Regions from separate parts of the Mus musculus genome. Here all the other regions are linked to region 1. A link is a contact called in public Hi-C, HiChIP or PLAC-seq and promoter capture Hi-C data. All regions are on one chromosome and are shown on one strand. Each heading gives the region's core, a stretch centred on a gene start, on an enhancer-like site or on the middle of the called end of the contact. The rest is flanking DNA. Distances are from core to core; before and after follow the strand shown. Region 1 holds the start of Pdk2 (pyruvate dehydrogenase kinase, isoenzyme 2). Region 2 holds the start of Phospho1 (phosphatase, orphan 1). Region 3 holds the start of Luc7l3 (LUC7-like 3 (S. cerevisiae)). Region 4 holds the start of B130006D01Rik (RIKEN cDNA B130006D01 gene). Region 5 holds the start of Phb (prohibitin). Region 6 holds the start of Cacna1g (calcium channel, voltage-dependent, T type, alpha 1G subunit). Region 7 holds the start of Epn3 (epsin 3).

The links. Promoter capture Hi-C pulls out the DNA fragments that hold promoters and counts their contacts. Hi-C and Micro-C count contacts between places; a contact is called where the count stands out from the background. HiChIP or PLAC-seq counts read pairs in DNA pulled down with a chosen protein or histone mark. Capture Hi-C pulls out chosen DNA fragments and counts their contacts.
Region 2: a contact with region 1 is called in a promoter capture Hi-C map of liver, with 2.4 times the contacts expected there. The contact joins the promoter of Phospho1 here to the promoter of Pdk2 in region 1. A contact is called at or near these places in 2 of 39 promoter capture datasets (liver and pre-B cells) and 1 of 115 datasets of contacts at active chromatin or transcription factors (pancreatic cancer cells).
Region 3: a contact with region 1 is called in a promoter capture Hi-C map of liver, with 2.6 times the contacts expected there. The contact joins the promoter of Luc7l3 here to the promoter of Pdk2 in region 1.
Region 4: a promoter capture Hi-C map of liver shows a contact between it and region 1, with 3 times the contacts expected there. The contact joins the promoter of B130006D01Rik here to the promoter of Pdk2 in region 1. A contact is called at or near these places in 3 of 39 promoter capture datasets (hippocampal neurons, liver and pre-B cells) and 1 of 9 other capture datasets (adipose tissue).
Region 5: a Hi-C map of granulocyte-monocyte progenitors shows a contact between it and region 1, with 3 times the contacts expected there. The contact joins the promoter of Phb here to the promoter of Pdk2 in region 1. A contact is called at or near these places in 1 of 39 promoter capture datasets (pre-B cells), 2 of 484 Hi-C or Micro-C datasets (CD8 T cells and granulocyte-monocyte progenitors), 4 of 115 datasets of contacts at active chromatin or transcription factors (bone marrow-derived macrophages, embryonic stem cells, fibro-adipogenic progenitors and 1 more) and 1 of 9 other capture datasets (pancreatic islet).
Region 6: an H3K27ac HiChIP or PLAC-seq map of microglia shows a contact between it and region 1, with 4 times the contacts expected there. The contact joins the promoter of Cacna1g here to the promoter of Pdk2 in region 1. A contact is called at or near these places in 2 of 115 datasets of contacts at active chromatin or transcription factors (microglia and pancreatic cancer cells).
Region 7: a promoter capture Hi-C map of liver shows a contact between it and region 1. The contact joins the promoter of Epn3 here to the promoter of Pdk2 in region 1. A contact is called at or near these places in 1 of 115 datasets of contacts at active chromatin or transcription factors (pancreatic cancer cells) and 1 of 9 other capture datasets (liver).

Annotation. Positions count from the first base shown.
Region 1 is chr11:95,040,093-95,042,639 of GRCm38.p6, reverse strand. It overlaps Pdk2 (pyruvate dehydrogenase kinase, isoenzyme 2), which reads left to right and starts at 1,269. Exons shown (of 11, transcript NM_133667.2): 1 at 1,269-1,501. The coding sequence starts at 1,384.
Region 2 is chr11:95,823,225-95,825,771 of GRCm38.p6, reverse strand. It overlaps Phospho1 (phosphatase, orphan 1), which reads right to left and starts at 1,272. Exons shown (of 3, transcript NM_153104.3): 1 at 1,063-1,272. Gm38958 (predicted gene, 38958) reads left to right here and starts at 1,361. Exons shown (of 1, transcript NR_164195.1): 1 at 1,361-1,817.
Region 3 is chr11:94,320,701-94,323,247 of GRCm38.p6, reverse strand. It overlaps Luc7l3 (LUC7-like 3 (S. cerevisiae)), which reads left to right and starts at 1,285. Exons shown (of 10, transcript NM_001361574.1): 1 at 1,285-1,558. The coding sequence starts at 1,460.
Region 4 is chr11:95,722,304-95,724,850 of GRCm38.p6, reverse strand. It overlaps B130006D01Rik (RIKEN cDNA B130006D01 gene), which reads right to left and starts at 1,265. Exons shown (of 1, transcript NR_028263.1): 1 at 1-1,265.
Region 5 is chr11:95,665,672-95,668,218 of GRCm38.p6, reverse strand. Phb (prohibitin) reads right to left here and starts at 1,262. Exons shown (of 7, transcript NM_008831.4): 1 at 1,177-1,262; 2 at 68-182. The coding sequence starts at 155.
Region 6 is chr11:94,472,915-94,475,461 of GRCm38.p6, reverse strand. It overlaps Cacna1g (calcium channel, voltage-dependent, T type, alpha 1G subunit), which reads left to right and starts at 1,264. Exons shown (of 35, transcript NM_001177888.1): 1 at 1,264-2,086. The coding sequence starts at 1,845.
Region 7 is chr11:94,498,702-94,501,248 of GRCm38.p6, reverse strand. Epn3 (epsin 3) reads left to right here and starts at 1,275. Exons shown (of 10, transcript NM_027984.3): 1 at 1,275-1,556. It overlaps Gm51873 (a long non-coding RNA gene), which reads right to left and starts at 2,209. Exons shown (of 2, transcript XR_003949592.1): 1 at 1,120-2,209.

The DNA of each region.
Region 1 (2,547 bases), core at 20-2,519:
CAAACCCACCTTCTCTACCTTTTGGAGAAAAGATCTTACTAAATTACCCAGGCTGGACTTAAACTCACACTGCCTCAGGTGGGCCTTGGACAGATCTCCTCCTGCCTCAGCCTCCAAGAGGAGCACCAGGACTTCCTAAAGGCCAAACCTCAATCCTGTCTGTGCTTCACAGGGCCATAGTAAAGGCCGGGAAACCACTGGATAATCAATAGTAATGAACCTAGGAAGGCCCAGAGAGTGGGGCACATACCAAGTTTTACCAAAAGAGGGCGCATGACATTTCTCAGGGAAGAGGCAGGGAACTGCTAGGAAGACTGGGCTGGGCTCCCAAGCCGCTAACCACTAAGATGCCTTAGCTCCTGGGGACTCGCAATAAGGAAGCCAGCGGCACAGACAGTTGCTCGTCTCGGGTTAGGTGCACAGAAGGTTACCTTCTTAGGTGGTTGTGCAAGACGCGCAAGGTTTTATGCTCAGTCAAATGAGCGAGGTAATAATAAAATGGAACTTAACTAAAATTAGCACTGACCATAGCTCCTGCTCCCGCCTCTGCCAGTCCTAAGGGGGTTTGGCTCTGGCTGTTTTTGTTGTTGTTTTCCAAGTACCAGAGATCAATACAGGGCTTCATGCATACTGAGCAAGTGCCATGCCTTCTGAGCTACATTCCCACCCTGATATCGGATCTTTTTCGAAAGAGAGAGAGAGAGAGAGAGAGAGACCTTTTCTTGGGCTTTTTGGATATTTATGGAAGTCAGCGGGTTGCACGCATATAGGATAGCTTAGTATAAGCTCGCATACTGGTTTCGGATTTTGCAAGTGTTCATTCTGGGTCCATCATAGGAGTGAGAAACCACTGTGAGCCCCTATAGCAGAGCAGGTAAGCAGGTTGTCAGGTCAAACAGGTGCCTTTAGGAAAGGGACAGGGCAGGGAAGGGAGGTTTTAAAGAAGGAGACAGGGGAAAGAACCAGGGAAAGTAGAACGTCAAACGAAGGGTTAGCGGGACTCTGGGGAAGAAAGGGTTAACTCGGGGCTGGCCCCCAAGAAGTGTAGTTGGCGACAGGAGGCGGGACTTGAGCACAGCCCAGGAAAACAACAGGCCGTCTCCAGCACCTTCACGGTTAAGGAGGTGGGCCTCGAGGAGAGCCACGTGTCGAAGCGCAAGGCTATTGGTTCTCCCAGAGTTGTTTGTGCGCGCCCATTGGCGACGTCGGGGCGCCGGGACAAGCCGATTGGCTAGGCGTTGGAGGCATCGCCAGGGCAAGGGTAGGGAGGAGGCGGCCGAAGCCCGTCTCCCGGCTAAGCTGGGCCGAGCTGACGGCCGGTGCCAGCGCCTCCAGCCCCGGGACAGCAGCGAGATCCAAGCCCGAGCCGCAGGCGCCGTCGCCATGCGCTGGGTCCGGGCGCTGTTGAAGAATGCGTCCCTGGCAGGGGCACCCAAGTACATCGAGCACTTCAGCAAGTTCTCCCCGTCCCCGTTGTCCATGAAGCAGTTTCTAGACTTCGGTACGGAGTCGGCGTAGGCGGGCACCGGGGGCTGTGGGCGCGGGGAAGGAGACCCTGGCAATGAGAGGTTAACATCGGAGGAAGAGGTCCTGGGTGGTAGGAGGGTTGGCTTGGAAGAGTATGGACAGGAATGGGTAAACGGCGAGGCCAACCTGGCTGCCCACAAAGAGTTAAGAGTGCCCCCTTCACAGTTAACTAAGAATGGGGGCGCGGAGAAAGCGTTGCGAGGGATCGTGGAGAGTAAGAGACAGTGAGGGCATAGGACCCTATCCAGACATGATAGAGTTAGTGGGAGATCCCGGCCACTGAGAGTGGGCAGCCAAGAGTAAACAGGAGACGTGCTGTTGGAGTGCTAAGGAGATTCAGCCATCTGGAAGACCTGTGCTGTGCACGAAGGGCGGGGTACTTCTGAACAGAGCAAGGGAGAAAAGCCAGGGCAGGTGGGAAGGGGGCCCCTTGAAGTAGGAGGTGCTAACAGGGGAACTCCCCTGACTGGTGAGCCTCCACCCACTGCAGCTGCCCACTGGGCAAGGACACTTGAAGATCAAATCTGTTCTGACCTGGCAGCGGTTCCTAGCTGGGCAGAGCCCAACTTACCATGAGGTAGTCAGGTGGCTTTCACCCTCCTATGGCTACCCCTGGGTTTCTGAAGATCACCCACTCGGTGTTCTGAGGGTGGAGGTGGCTTTGGGGCAGGAGAAAGCTTTGCGGAGTGGAGGATGGAGACGTTGTGTGGCCCCCATCTGTCTGCAAGGTATTCCCTGGTGCCAGCTGGTGTAGGGAGTGGACCCAGGTCTCTCAAGAGTTGGCTGTGTCACAGGCAGGAGGACAGGAAGATGGCCGACAGGACTTGGGCACCTGTTTTCCAGGATATGCCTTGTTACTCCCTGTTCAGTTGGAGTTGTGAGCTTTGCTTGTGTAGGAAATCCTCCAGGGCCCACTCCAAGTCCCCGCCAAATGAATGCCACAGCTAGAAGGGACTTGGCCGTAGTTCGGTCCACCTATCTGGGGAAAACTGCTGATGATATACAGTAAGTTACAGAAGC
Region 2 (2,547 bases), core at 23-2,522, 780 kb before region 1:
ATCTAAGATCAATGTTTGCAGCCCTGATTCCCTATCACAGCCCCTGCCTGCTCCTTTGATACAAATACTTTTAGGTTAGATCTGTGGGAAGTCGGGGTAGGGGTGTGTGTGTGTGTGTGTGTGTGTGTGCACTAACTTAAGTCTAAGCTTGAAATTCTCCTAATGGGGGAGAGGGTAGAGCCCATAGGAAAGTTTGGGGAGTTTTCCACAAGAAACATGCAGACTGAGAGTGGGGGTGAGCACTTAAAAACTGTCAAGCCCTCTCTGCTTCAAGAATAAGTATGCCCATCACTAGAAATTAGATCTGACAATTAAGCTAGGATTCCTGCCCCCAACACTCGCAACTTCACAAACTCCTTTCTTGTTCATTAACCCGTAATGGGCAAGGGAGGGGGTGCAGAGAGGTCCAGCTTACATCACACAGCATCAGAAATAGGATTAAAACTCAGGGATCTCTACTGCCTCTTGAAGAAATTACCTGAACTCCGGAGGCTCTGTATGTTCCCTGTCCTAGCTAGTCTGCGCCCCGGTGCCAGTGAGGAATCTGGGACTAGGCGTCACCTCTGGGGTCCCCTGCCTGGGGTGGACAAGCAGAGGTGATTCTTACTGGGTAGGGGCAGGGAGATGGCAGCTGCCGGTGGGGTAGCAGGAGAGATATTTTTAGAGGTGACTGGAAAGCAGGCACTCTGGCACACCCCCAGCTGGCGGGCGCTTCGCTCTAATGCGGGCGGGGGGTGCGTAGCTCGGGGAGAAGGAAGGACTTGTGGGTGGCGGGGAGCTATGACAGTCCCCGGAGATGAAGGGACACTGGGTACCATTAACCTGGGAAAGGAGGGGGTTCAGTTCTCTGCCCCTGGGACTACCCCACCACCAAGCACATGAAACACACTCAAACTACACACAGCCCCCACCCCAACATTTAGATCGCGGTCCTCCCGGAGCCCAAGACTCATGCGGGGCAGCAGCGGTCACGCTGTCTGTCCCAGCTGAGTTTGGAGTGGAAGTAGTGGGAAGGGGGCTACTTAAGGGATTTAGGGACAGGATGGAGCAAGGGGTGCTTACGGGATTTGGGGGGTACGCGGTCTTATCCACCCCCGGATTTCTGAGCTCCGGCTCACGAATCCCTCCAGCCCCGAGGGACTGTGGATGATGTGCTTCTGCTCCGTCCCTTCCACCTGCCCCCCATCCTCGGGGCCGCCGCCGCGTCCCCTTTAAATGCCGGGGAGCCAGAGCCCGAGCCGCGGCGGGCGCTGCGGCAGCCGCAGCACCCGGGCCCACCGCAGTCCCCGCACGTCACAAGCGCCCAGCCAATCACCGTGGCGCCGGCGCACATCAAAGGGGCGGGCTGCCCGGGAGCCACGCCTCCGGGCTGTCCCGGAGGCCGCGCGAGCGGCCGTGAGACTGGGCGGGCGGGACGGGTGGAGCGTGGCGCGTCCCGTCCGAGGAGCGTGGGTGCGGGGCACCCTCTGCGTGCGCGTGGGCACGTGCGTGAGTCAGTGTCACACTGCCCGCCTCCTGCTGGGCTCGGCGCCAGGACTCTGCAGGCAGCCCTTCCACCGCCCGGCTTCCCTCCTTGTCGCGGGACAGCCGGGTGACCGGCCCGCCAAGCAGCCCTCCCTCCATGTGCTCCGAGCTCGCCCTCTGCCCTTCCGGGAGGAGTCGCGGCATCCTGCCGAGTCCTCGGAACCCTGTCCCCAAATTACCGGGTACTCGGGCTTGCCGATGGAAAAGCTCTCCCAATCCAGCACCGCCTAAACTCGGAGTTGGAGAACCGACACTTGAGCACTGTGGTGCAAATAAAACCCGCTTTCTCCCAAGTTCCCGCTCTTCCTCTCTGGCGAGCTTTCCCTTCCTTCCCACCCCTCAGAACACTAGATTACGATTAAAAGAGAGGAGGTGAAACCTGCACTTTCTGAACCGGTGCGACGAACCCAGGAGAAAAGACTTGTCCAAGAGTTCGAACACAAGGACACCTCACTTCAGTCACAGAACAGGATCTGTGGGTGAGGAGGTGCACCCTGGCCTGGGTCTACCTTCAACTCTCCTATCATCCTCTAGCTTTGAATACCAGAGCTCCGTGCTTCCACCAGCAGAAGGCAGATTGGCAGAAAAGTTGCCGATACGATGGACCACCCGCCCAAATCTTTGAGGGCGACGTCTCCATTGCCCCTGCTCCCTCTCTAACACGCCAGCGCCCCTTCACCTCTTTCCTGAAGTCCAAGGGCTACCGGTGTTTATTCTACCTAGCTCTACCTAGCGGTGCTCAGGCCCTGGGCCTTTTATCTTGAGTCGGGGTGGGAGGGTGGGTCTCTTATAATTTGTTGCTACCTATTCTAGGCCCGACCCTGAGCTCCTAAATCTCCTGCTTCCATGTCCAATTTGATGGATTAAAGGCCCGAGTCCCCACACCCTGCAATCCCTCCTCTTAAAGAAGCAGTTTCATCTCCACACCCTTCTCAAAGACAGGCTCACACAGCCTTCATCATCTGTGTTGTATCTGTTCTCGGCCCTCCAATGCCCCCCAGACCCCCCCCCCCTTTGAGACAG
Region 3 (2,547 bases), core at 36-2,535, 720 kb after region 1:
GTTTGCAAGGCCGAATTAATACTTTTAAAGAAATTCCAGGGAGTTCACCACTCAGCATGAAGAACAGAGTTTAACCTCCAGCACATACATGTAAAACAGTGGTTTATAGCTGCAGTACTAAGGAAGCAGAAATAAAAGGATTCGTAGGGCTTTCAGGCTGACAGAGAGCTCACGTCCCAGTGAGACATTCTTTTTGAAAAAGGGTTTCTCTGTATAACAGCCATGGCTTTATACAGAAACTTGTTTTGTAGACCAGGCTGGCCTCAAACTTAGATATTCACCTGCCTTTGCCTCCCAAGTGTTAGCACTTAAGAGGCAGAAGCAGGTGAACCTCTTTAATTCATAAAATCCACCTGACTCTGCCTTCCCAGTGCCTTCCTAGATAAAAGGTATACGGTGACAGCAAGCCCAGCTAAGTTTTCCTAATCTTTTGAAAGTTTAGATTGAGGAGCAATGGTGGCACGTCCTAGCACTCATAAGGCTGAGACACGGGAATCTCTGTGAGTTCGAGGCCAGCCTGGTGAGTTCCAGAACAGCTAAAGTTACAGAGAAACCCTATCCCGAAAAACAAAACCAAAAACCAAACAAAGGTGGATAGTTCCTGAGTAATGGACTCCAGAGGGTAACCTCTGGTCTCCTCTATGATTCCCTGAACACACAGTAACACATTTGATACAAAGTGAAGGAAGATAAATTCCTGGATTGGAGGTATTACAACATAATTCCTCCACCGCATATAGTCTATTCCTTGATTTTCCTCCCTAAAAATCGAGGAAGTCCGGACAAAACCGGGTAGAAGAGTTGAGGATTTAACTCGCTGGTAGAGCGTTAAGCGTTAAGGTTCCCGGTTCAATCCCCAGCATCGAACTGGGTGGGTGTGGGAAGGGTGGAGGGTGCAGACATAAATAAGGACAGGTAGAGGAGGAAGAAACTACAGCGACAGGAAAATGGAGTCTGAGCACGATCGCAGCTCGCTCTTCTTGTTTCCCTCCCTGGAAGATGGTCCCCCGCACACCACGTGGACAAAGGGACATTTTCTCCGTTTCAGGGCAGTGGCAAAGGACCCAGAGCTAGATTGCTCTTTCTCCAAGTAAAAAAGAGGCCGACACCGGCAGCCGTTAGAGCGTCCACCGCTCCGTTGGGTGGAAGGCACGGCGGGGGCGGAGTCAGTGCCTGGCGGGGCTTTGCCCCGGGCCCGGGCCGGAGGTCCCGCCCCCTCGCCGGAGAAGCCGCGCTGCCCGCCCTCGCAGCCCGGGCCTAGGCGTGTCTCCACGGGCGCACGGCATGCTGGGAAGGTGCCCGGGCGGCGGCCATTTTGTCTTCTCGGCTCCTCTCTGGAAGAGGCTTTTCGAGCTTGAGAGTGGGCCGAGGGGGCTTGGTTCGGCGGCCGGGCGGCTGGTGGGGTTTTTTATCGGGTGGGTGCTAGGGCTGGCGTGAGCAGCCGCCCGGAGGAAGCACCATGATTTCTGCCGCGCAGTTGCTGGATGAGTTAATGGGCCGGGACCGAAACCTCGCCCCGGATGAGAAGCGCAGCAACGTGCGCTGGGACCACGAGAGCGTAAGTCCCGTGGGCCTCGGGCCTGTGCCCCGGGGACTGGGGGAGGGGGAGCTGAAGGGACCCGAGGGCGGGCCGAGGCTGGCCCGAGCGGGGTGCGGCGCGATTTGGGGGGACCTGGCCGCGCCGACTGAAGCACCTGACGGCGGAGGGAGGCGGGCGTGCGGCCCAGGACGGAGGGAGGATTCCGCGCCAATCCGGGGGATAGCGGCGTTTGTTGTTGTGTGGAGGAAGTCCGGGATGGCGCTTGGCTGGGCAGAAGAAGAAGCACCTTGGTGAGGCCGAGAAACGCGGGAAAAGGAAGAAGGAAGGGCTCGCTTGATTCCACCAGAGCTCCGGGGTTTTACCGTATGAATAAGAAAGCAGGCTTCCGTTATTTGGGTGCAGTCTGTCTGTCTGTCTGTCTGTCTATCTATCTATCTATCTATCTATCTAGAGTGTGTGAGTGTGTGTGTGTGTGTGTGTGTGTGTGTGTGTGTGAGAGAGTCGGGAGTCATATAGATAGATAGCCTGACTCCCGACCAGTATTCGTGGGGAAGGACATCGTAGCAGTGCATTGCTTAGGAGTGCTGCCATTTGGACACTTCTGTGAGAAGGTAGACAGTTGAAAGACGGAACGAGGTACAGTTTTATCATGAACAGTTTTTTGCTAATGCGGTTTGATGGCCGTTTGACGCGTGCTTGATGGCCGTAGTAGACCCTCAGCTAGGCAGTTGTGAAGGTTTTTGTTTTCACATAAACTCATTCGGTCCTTTTACTCTCTTAGAAAGGTTAACTATAACTCCTGGGTCGCAGGTGAGGCTAAAGCCTCTCTCTCTCTCTCTCTCTCTCTCTCTCTCTCTCTCTCTCTCTCGGTCTCTTGGTGATCGGGAAAGCTAAATCTAATTTTTGTAGCACTGTTGAGGTTGCACTGTTCTTCGTGCATATACTGTACTGTATTTCAAGTACTTTTTATCTAGTTTTGTACGTGGAGCACACTGTCTTAGATCTGA
Region 4 (2,547 bases), core at 16-2,515, 680 kb before region 1:
TTTCTGGCCCAGGGTCTCCATGAGCTTCCTGAGTGCTGTGTACAGGTGTGCACCTGCTGTCCAGCCTGATCACTGCTTCTGACTGAGCTGTCTCTGAAATACTGTCCAAGTTCACACACGATTTCTACAAAAGTCAATATTCACTAATGGGTTCTTGTGTTTTTATTCTGTAACCACTGGACCTGTAAGCTGTTGCTTACACTGGACCAGTGTTAAAGGTTAAACTACATAGTTTTAAAAGTCTTCTGTATACTGGCAACATAGCTTAATAGGTAAGAGTGCTTGCCTGCTGGTAAGCTTGCTGACCCATGCTCCGTCCCCAGAACCACATGGATGAAGTGGGAACTGACTCCAACTCCTCCGAGTTGTTCTCTGTCCTCCATAGGTGCACCAAGGCAAAGCAGCGTGCTCACACTACACATGTACACATACAAAAATTTAAAACTCTTTCCATATGTTCACGAGTTCTATCAACTTAACCCAACACAACAGGTTCCAGGATGTGAATGTGGGCGCACATGTGTATATATCAAGTACTGTTAAGCACATCGTGTTACAGAAGGTCATTGCCTTAAATGTGATGCAAAATGGCACCCAACCTTAAACCATTTTGGAATTTCAAATCTTGAAAGAACAGCCACTCTATGTGGGATAAGATTGTACGCATACTGACTTTTTTCAGTACTTATTTTTAATTATGTGTATGTGTGTCCATGTGGTGCTATGAGCACATGTGCATACAGTGCCTGTGGAGGCCAGAGGAGGGCCCTGGAGCTACAGGCAGGTGTGTGTGGGCCTAGTGATCTGGGCACTGGGAACCAACCTCAGGTCCTCTGCTAGAGCCATAAACGCTCCTAACTATTGAGCCATTTCCCCAGCCCATAGATGTAAAATCGTATCACTGATTTTCTACTCCCTTTATCTGGTGAGCAGCTGAACCTCTATTTTAAGAGGTTGCTCTTTGTGAAACATACAGGGCAGTGAGTTTTCTTTTTCTTTTTTTTTTAATCTTTACTTTTATTTTATGTGTATGGGTATTTTGCCTGCATGTATGTCTGTGCACCATGTAGATGCAATATTGTGGAGGCATCAGATCCCCTAGGACTGGAGCTATAGACAGTTAAGATCCACCATGTGGGTTCTGGGAATTAAACCAGGTCCTGTTAGAAGAGCAGCAGTGCTCTTAACAGTTGGGCCATCTCTCCAGACCCAGCAATAGCTTTTCCAAATTGTTGGCCCTGAATAGACTTGCAAGGCAAGGCACACCCAGCTTTAGTCCCAGTACCTCGAAGGCTAAGAGGCAGATCTCAGAGGACTAGCCTGGTCTACATACTAAGTTCCAGTCTCAAAAACAACCGAACAAACCAAACCTGTCAGCTATACCTTATACTGCAGTCTTCCTACTTAGGACTTTGTCACTCAGAAGACAACCTCCCTGATTTCCTCCCTATGCGAAGCTGAGTGTCACTCTCGTACTCATCTAATCAAGTTGAAGCTACAGCTAGCCCTTGCCTCCTAGCACCGGCTTGGTCACTGCTTCCTCAGACAGGGCACTGTAAACATTCTAGTTCACAACTGTGGGGAGGAATCCTGTGTACATAAGGGTTAGCCATGCCCAGTAGCACATCCCCATCTCAGTCCCAAAATTAAAAAAAAAACCTTTCTAGACATTGCCAAATGTCCTCTGCAAGCAAGATAAATCACCTGGCTGAGAATCGGCTTTACAGATTTATGTACTGTAGTCATTTCTGCATCTGGGCAAAGGGGCAGGAGTGGGCGATATTTCTACAATAAAGGAAACCATCTGATCAAATGTGGCTTTTAGCTGGGCATTGGTGGCGCACGCCTTTAATCCCAGCACTTGGGAGGCAGAGGCAGGTAGATTTCTGAGTTCAAGGCCAGCCTGGTCTACAGAGTGAGTTCCAGAACAGCCAGGGCTACACAGAGAAACCCTGTCTCAAAAAAAACAAAAAAAACCAAAACAACAACAAAAAAAAAATGTGGCTTTTAATGGGAACAGTAACACCTCAAGATTTACTCAAGTGTGTATTTATGACGACTGCACTCCATCGGCCAACAGGTTGACAAATCTAACACATCCTGAAATATTCATAGCAAGATTTTGCTACATTGTTATTTATTTAGTATTTTATGCACTCCAAAATATACTTTACATGTGACATTAAAAGTTATATTGGAAGCCTGGCATGGTGGCACACGCCTTTAATCCCAGCACTCGGGAGGCAAAGGAAGGTGGATTTCTGAGTTCGAGGCCAGCCTGTTCTACACAGTGAGTTCCAGGACAGCCAGGGCTACACAGAGAAACCCTGTCTCGAAAAAACAAAACAAAAAACAAAAAACAAAAAGAAAAAAAGTTATATTGGGCTGGAGAGATGGCTCAGCGGTTAAGAGCATTGACTGTTCTTCCGCAGGTCCCGAGTTCAAATCCCAGCAACCACACGGTGGCTCACAACTATCCGTAATGAGATCTGATGCTCTCTTCTGGGGTGTCTGAAGACAGCTATAGTGTACTTACATATAATAATA
Region 5 (2,547 bases), core at 13-2,512, 630 kb before region 1:
TAAAAGGAATGACACATGGGCTATGCAGATCAACAGAAACTATGCAGAAAGCTCTTCCGCGCCTCACCATTATACAAAGCAGAGTTCACCACGCCTCCTGCAACTGCCAACGCCAGGCCGAACTTTCCAATGGACTCAAACACTTTGGCAGCCATGACTCCTTCTGTTGCTTCCACTCACACCTAAACACGGGGTAAACATAAAACACTTTGACACCAGATTCTCAGAGAAAGCCCGCTCTGAGGCACAGAGTTCATGTCTCAACATACATTTTCATATGTCTACACCTGTGGGCCCAAACTCACTCACTGAACGCCCCATAACACTGACCACCTTGCAAACTGTAGATCATGTCTGCGTTTGTGGACGTGTTTCTTTACAACCATTCAGAGAAAGAGTCTGCGACACTTGGCTCAGCGTAGGAACGGTGCTTTGTACCCACGAGGAACTTAGTACACAGAAAAACCACACTCCCTTTTCCTAGACCAATAGGCCACAAGCGAGACCGGTGCTACACGGCTGAAGCCAACAACAAAAAGGGCAATTTCTGTTAACATTTAAGTTACACGGTCTCCGACAGCCTTGTTTAACCTTCAGTTACTTTATGAAGGTTATGACTGCTGAAGTGCATAGAGAGGTTATACTCTTAAGTAGTAGAACCAGGGTTAGAATGAGAAGACCGAATTCTAGAAGACATTGTAGAACTCCTCCCCATACCAGTTAATAGGAAAGCAGGGGCTGGCAGGGGTGCAGCGAGGCAGAGCGGTGAAGGACTGGAGGTGGGGCTGCGGCGGGACGGGTGGGGGCACGTAGCTGACAAACTAGAAACCAGTTAGCCTTGAACTTTTTAATGTCCCGCCCCTGCGTCACCCTTGGTACAATCCTCAAACTCGCCCTCCCCTTTCTCAGACTTCAACTGCTTGTGTATCGGGATTTCTCCATGCACATTTATCCTCTGTCTCTGACATCCAGCTCTTTTTACTCCACCAGCTTCTGGATTTTTCCTCATCCTGTCCCCTCCCCTTGCACATTCCTAACTCCTTCTGGACCGAGATTTCCCCCTTCTCCACTAGGCGTACCCACACATGCATCCCATGCCCTCATTGTACATAGGAAAGCAGAGGCAGGCTACAGGGACATAGGACCAGAGGCCTCTACCGCTCCTACCACGCTTACCTGCTTTCACTCTGACCTCCACATGAATTCCCCAGCTCCGGATACTGCGCGTGCGCCAGGCAGCTCCTCCCCCCCCCCCGACCCCCGCCTCTTCAAGATCCGACCCTTCAATTGGTGAAGCCGAGCGACGTGCATTCTGGGAAACGTGTTTTGCAGTCTTCCGCGGGCTCTGTGGCTTTAATGAGGTCAACTACAACTCCCAAAAGATCATGCAGCAACGGGCTCTTTCAGGAAACCCGTTTCTGACTGGTGAGAACGGATGGGATGTTGCCGCAAAGCCTTTCGGGAGTTGTAGTTCCTTGGTAATATATGCACGTGCCTATTCCTCAAGGAGGTGGTTCCAGAAGCCGGAAGCAGACTGGATCGGAAAGGAGTTGGGCTTCCACTTGGTAGAGGAAATCACAAGGTGGTGAAGGAATGGGTGGGCATTTTGGATAAAGGTGAGGTAAAATAATTCATGCACTGAGAGACTGCTAGGGAAGTTAAGGACAGCCCTCAGGGACGTAAGATGTTGATCTTCCAAGCCACTCCATAACCTTAAAAACGGCTTAGAAAGAAGAGGAAGGGAGTCGGTCATTCAGGTCTTGCAATACTTCAGTAAAGGCTCTTGATTTAGGGTCTAAATCTCTGGGCATCTTTTTTTCCAAGTTATATTCGAGGAATTGCAAAAAAGGGACGGAGATCATGTGTATGGCTTCTCAAGTTCACCTGTTGTCAACAATTTGCGTATTTGTTGTTGTTTTTGTTCCATCTCCTCGCCTCCCTCCACTTTTCTCTTTCTCCTACTATTCTCTAAGATCAAGGATATCTATCCTCTTACTTTTTGTTTTGTTTTGTTTTTTGTTTTTGTTTGTTTGTTTGTTTTCGAGACAGGGTTTCTCTGTGTAGCCCTAGCTGTCCTGGAACTCACTCTATAGACCAGGCTGGCCTCGAATTCAGAAATCCGCCTGCCTCTGGCTCCCAAGTGCTGGGATTAAAGCGTCCGCCACCACGCCCGGCTACTATCCTTTTACTTAAGTAAATATTATCCATGTCTGCATTCCAATTTTGCCAATTAAGCAAATAGTGACTTTTATAGCATTCCTCTCCATGACACAAATCTAAAATGAAGTAGTTTATTTTTTTGGGCTTGTTGCTCCCGAAATACAAACTCTCCTGAGAATATCTGTAAAGAACATGAAAACCCCTGGCACTGTGGCGCAATGGATAGTGCATTGGACTTCTAAGAAAGACCTGCTCCTTATTCTTAGCTTAACTTTTATTTAAAAGATAAAATGCAATTTTAAATTTGCAATCGGTATTTATTTCTTATTAAAATATAAGAAGCCAGATATACATTTAAAAGAAAGGAAGAAAGAAAACGAACGAACG
Region 6 (2,547 bases), core at 15-2,514, 570 kb after region 1:
GCGCCAGCACCTCTCCCAGTCCAGTGGTGGAGAAAAGTAACTCCAGGAAGCATTCATCTCTCAGACACTTCTCTTAAGCTATACTGGAATCAAGGGGAGAAACTGAGGCAGGAAGTAGAATTTTGCAGGATGAAGTTGTTAAAGCTCAGCTCTAGGTATCATTCCTTACAACATGCGAGGCCCACAATGGCCTTAGCAGGCTGTTCCCACTTCGGGGCTGCAGGTGATCCAGGCTCTACAGTCTTGGTGCCACGCCTGGAAGCTATGCTTTTCCAGCAGGAAGCCCCTGAAAGGAGTCTCCAACCTTCAGAGAGCACTAGAAGCAGGAGATGACGCTCAGAGCATCAGTGAGAAGACCTGCGGGTTGGGGTTAGGCCAGGGTCAACATCTTAGAAGTGGACCGGGGTTCTGGACCAGCAAAGAGGCTGGTGGGAAACATTTCCAGACCACGCCTACTTCTACCTTTCTAGCTACGCCTATTTTTCCCAAACAGACCCCTTCCAGCCTGAAACACCAGACTCTTCTTCCTTCTCCCCAGTCTGACCCCCAGGTTCAAGCAGAGGATGGGTTATTAACCAGGTGAAGAGTCAGATTTAGCTGTGGGATCCCGGTAACACCCCTAACTCCTGTGATTCCTGTCTCCCTTCTTTTTCAGTTCTGCTTAGACCTAAGTTCTGACTTCTGGCTGCTGTCCAATTTCGGGGTCCTGGACAAAAGATGTCAGAGGCTCGTAGGGCTACCCTAGGACCAGATGCCAAATACTTTGATTTCTCGAGGCTCCCTCCCAGGGGAGTCCCAAAGACCCAAGAGGCCAATAGAAAAGTGGGTTCGGTCTGGACAGTCGTCTGATTGGCCCCAGCCTTCGGGAGCGAACCCGGGGGCAAGAGGAGGGTAGAAAGGCGGTCGTGGTTTTGGGGTGGGAACCGGATTCCAGCTGTGGCTCTCCCCCTGTACCCCCTCCCGCACTGGCACGGCGGCTGACCAATGGAAGGGCGGTTCTGGACCGGTGACGCACGGCGATTGGCTGTGAGATTGGCTGGGGAAAGGCGGGGCCGAGGCTTGAAGTTGGAGTGAGGGATCCAGCTGTGGTGTGCGCCGGGCTCCTCGCCGCCGCTTTCTCTCGTTCTCTCCCTCCGCGTCTCGGCCGGAGGAGGAGGCAGTGGCGCCGGCGACAGCTACGGCAACGGCAGCCACGGCGGCGGCAGCGACATCTCCGCCTCCACCCCCGCCCGGGACGGCCCCCCACGGTCTCCCCGCCCCTCCCGGTCCTCTAGCCCGCCGCGGGGCGGAGGAAGGAGCCAGCCCCCACCCCCTCCAAACCCACCCCCAAAGAGATCCCTCCTCCCCTCCCCCTCCCCCCGCCGTCTCTGGCGTGGAGCCGGGACGATGCTGACCCCTTAGATCCTGCTCCAGCTGCGCCGAGGGAAGAGGGGGCGCCCCTCCCCGGACCCCCGCCCTTCACCGGGTGGCCCCTTTTTTCCTCCTCCTCTCGGGGGCTGCTTCACCGAAGGTAGCGCCCATTCGGGCAACCGGAGCCTGGGCGCGAAGGGAAGAAGCCGGAACAAAGTGAGGGGAAGCCGGCCGGCTAGTCGGGGAGCCCCCGGGAACCCAGGGGAAGCGGGACTCTCGCCAGGCGGGGCTTCCCTGGGACCCGGCGCCCCGCGGGCAGCATGCCCCTGAGGGCAGGGGGAGCTGAGCTGAACTGGCCCTCCTGGGGGCTCAGCAAGCTCTCTAGAGCCCCCCACATGCTCCCCCACCGGGGTCCCCCGGTTGTGTGAGGACACCTCCTCGGAGGGGCTCCGATCGCCCCTCTTCGGACCCCCGGGACCCCAGCTGGCCAGAGGATGGATGAGGAAGAGGATGGAGCGGGCGCCGAGGAGTCGGGACAGCCCCGGAGCTTCACGCAGCTCAACGACCTGTCTGGGGCCGGGGGCCGGCAGGGGCCGGGGTCGACGGAAAAGGACCCGGGCAGCGCGGACTCCGAGGCGGAGGGGCTGCCCTACCCGGCGCTGGCCCCGGTGGTTTTCTTCTACTTGAGCCAGGACAGCCGCCCGCGGAGCTGGTGTCTCCGCACGGTCTGTAACCCATATCCTTCGGGGCACAGCGATGGGCCGGACTAGGGGGGTCCACAGGAGGGCGGGCCGTGTTGCCAGAGGGGACCGTAAGCCAGGTGAGTTGGAGAAGTGAGCCTGGACTGTGAACAGTTGAGTGGGGGACTGTTAAGGAGGGGAGGGGGCGTCCGAGTAGAAGCGGAGACTGGTGGGTACCCCAGACGAGCCCCACCTCCGAATACACACACCTCAGCCTTCCTTGGGCGGGGGTGAGGGGTGGAGGGTTGAAATCCAAGCTAGGAAAAGAGAGGAGAGGTGACCCTCTGGTAAGCATCTGGATGCTCTACAGATGTGGGCAGAGGAGGGTCGTCATCCTCCAGATGTGGGCAGCTTCAGGAGCCTGGGCTTTCTACTCCGCCAGCCCGCCAGCCGCGGGTTAGCGAGCTGGGTTTGGTTTTCGAGTTTGGGGGCAGGGGTGGAGAGGAAGCTGCGGGGA
Region 7 (2,547 bases), core at 26-2,525, 540 kb after region 1:
CAGAGCCACACACACCAGAGAGGTGATGATTAAGGGATAAGCAGAAGAGTTAGTGGGTGGTGGCAGGGCAAGGAATGAAGTCAGGTGACAGGACAAGATGGCCTTTCATAGCAGTTCCCTGCCTCAGGCCTAGACTTTCAGGGCCGTGCTTCCTGAAGCCAACTCAAGTGAGGGACTAGGGAGAGAAGCAGAGATGGCGAGACCTGACTGTCTGAAGGCTTCTACTTCAGCACCCTCCTCATCCTTCAAGATGGCAAAGATGGCACCTGTCAAGCTCTTTAAACCCGGCAGGAACTGGAGCTGAGCTCACACCCACCCCAGATCTGAAGAAACACAAAGGCATAACTCTTTGCTGTACTCCAAGAAACTCTCACAAGTACAGTTTTCCTCTTCCCATTCATTCCCTTTGGGGATCCTTGTCCTAAGCCAGAAGTTAATACTTGAGGCTCTGGTCTGCTAGATCCCTTCCTCCAGTCAACTCATCTGGCCCTGGAACCATTTTTCTGCTATGGGACACTGAAGCAGCAAGGTTGTGGGTTCAAAATCAACCTGAGCTGCATGATGACTCTGAGGCCAGCCTGCGCAATGTCGGGGTGGGGAAGGGAAGGAGGGACCACAACGTTTCAAAACAACAAAAACAGCTTGAAGAATTCCTACTCCTTCCTGGAACAAAGGAATGTGGGACTGTGTAGTAGGTGAAGGGTAACAGCTGGGAAAGCACGCACTGCCTGCTCAGATCATCCCGGGGTTTCTGTTGAAACGACTGTAAACAACTGGTTAGGCTGGGGGTCTCTGGGAGCAGTGGAGGAGTGAGGGAAGCCAGTAGCCAGGGACGCTAGAATTCATACTGAGCTCCCATATGTAAGCATGTAAGCTATGGAACGAGCTTCAGGGCAGGTAGGATCCTCCCGGGAGTTGGAAAGGCAGAGTCCTCAGGCCCCTTGGAGAGGCTGGGGAAGCCAGCTGGGAGTAGGTAAAGACCAGCCCCAGGGAATGTTCTGTCTTCTGCTTTAATGTCGTCCGGCTAGGAGGGTTAAGGCTTGGGATAGGTATTGGAGTGGCCTCCATTCCCACCCTCACCTACTTCTAGCAGAGGAGGTAGGGGAAAGGTTAACTCACTTGAAGGGTAGGAGTGGATGAACTCCAGCTCTGTAAACCTCTGGGGTCACCGGCTGACAAACAGGCCAGCCTCCTCCCCTGAAGGCACCGCCCGGCAGACAGCAGGAAGGGGTTAAACACGCCCGCCCGCCCGTCATCCTGTGTCCTGTTACTGCTGAGGCAGACCTGCCTGGCCAGCTGAACAACTTTCCTCCCGAGAGTGCTGGCCGGCAGGAGTCGAGGAGGCAGCCGCGAGAGTCTGAGCGGCCACCCGCTGGGGGGACCCTGCGGTCCTTCCGAGAGAGAGCTCTGTGCCTTTCGGTCCAAGGTAGAGCTCCCGCGACCAGGGTTTATGGTGGATGGCTCTGGGGCTGCTCCTGAAGCTGTGCCATCCCCATACAAGTCAGAGGGTCACTGCAGAGGCTGCGGGGGCTGGGGCGAGGGAGCCCACTCTGGAGGTAAGCTCCCTCCCGCGCCGCGGTGGCGCCCTGCATGAAGGCGGGGTTGGGGGGTGGGGGTGGGGGCTAGAGTGGGCTCAGGACTTAGTCTCTTTCCCAACCTCTAGAGAGTAAGGCAAGGGCTGTGGAGTACCGGGAGGCTTCTAACCTGCAACTTCTCTACCTTCCTGTTACCCCCAGAAAAGGGGCGCAGGGCCATCTGGAGATTCCTGATAGCGTTTCTCCCAGATCCTGGCACATCTCTGTATTTACACCTTTAACCTCAGAATGACCCTTTAGTCCACTGCTCCCTGGGACACAGCCAACTCAGGTCTGATGAAGCCACACAACCTAGGGCTAGGGAATATCCAGTCCCCCATTCCCTGAGCAGCAGGAAGGACACTGCCACTCCCCCATTGCTTACTCTGGAGCTGATGGGGACAGAAGATGGGGAGGGGTGCTGGCTGATGGGGTGCACACAGACTTTGTCAAATTCCCGTGCATGTGATTGGTTCTTTCCATCTCTCTGAACCTCCACCCTGGGGATGCCATCTGCTTCTTCAGTGCTGACTTTTAGGAATCTCTCCATCCCCCACTCTGGCACCCTTCTGGATTTGTGTCCTGAGAGATCCCACTGCTCCGAATCTCTTTGGGAACCTGTGTGTAGGTGGGAGTCTACACTCTAGCCCCCCCCGCCCCCCCCCCACTTCCTGACTAGCCTGTGCACTCCGCTGGAGTACCCTCCTGCCTTCTTTCCATTTCTGAAGCAGCCTCCCCAGGTCCTGGCTTCTCAATGTCCTTCCCTCCACCTGGCAGGGTCTGGCTCAAGGTCACTGCAGTAATTCCATACCGGCTGCCCAGGGCTGCCGTTGCCGCTGCCGCAGCTGGGTTTGTGTTTCACTCCCTTTTATTCCCGGGCATATTGTGTTCGATAAAACCTTCTGCTTGTAACACCGCTGGCAGGGCTCCCAGCCGCGCCCGCCTCCCGCCTTCCTTCCCTCTCAACTTCAGC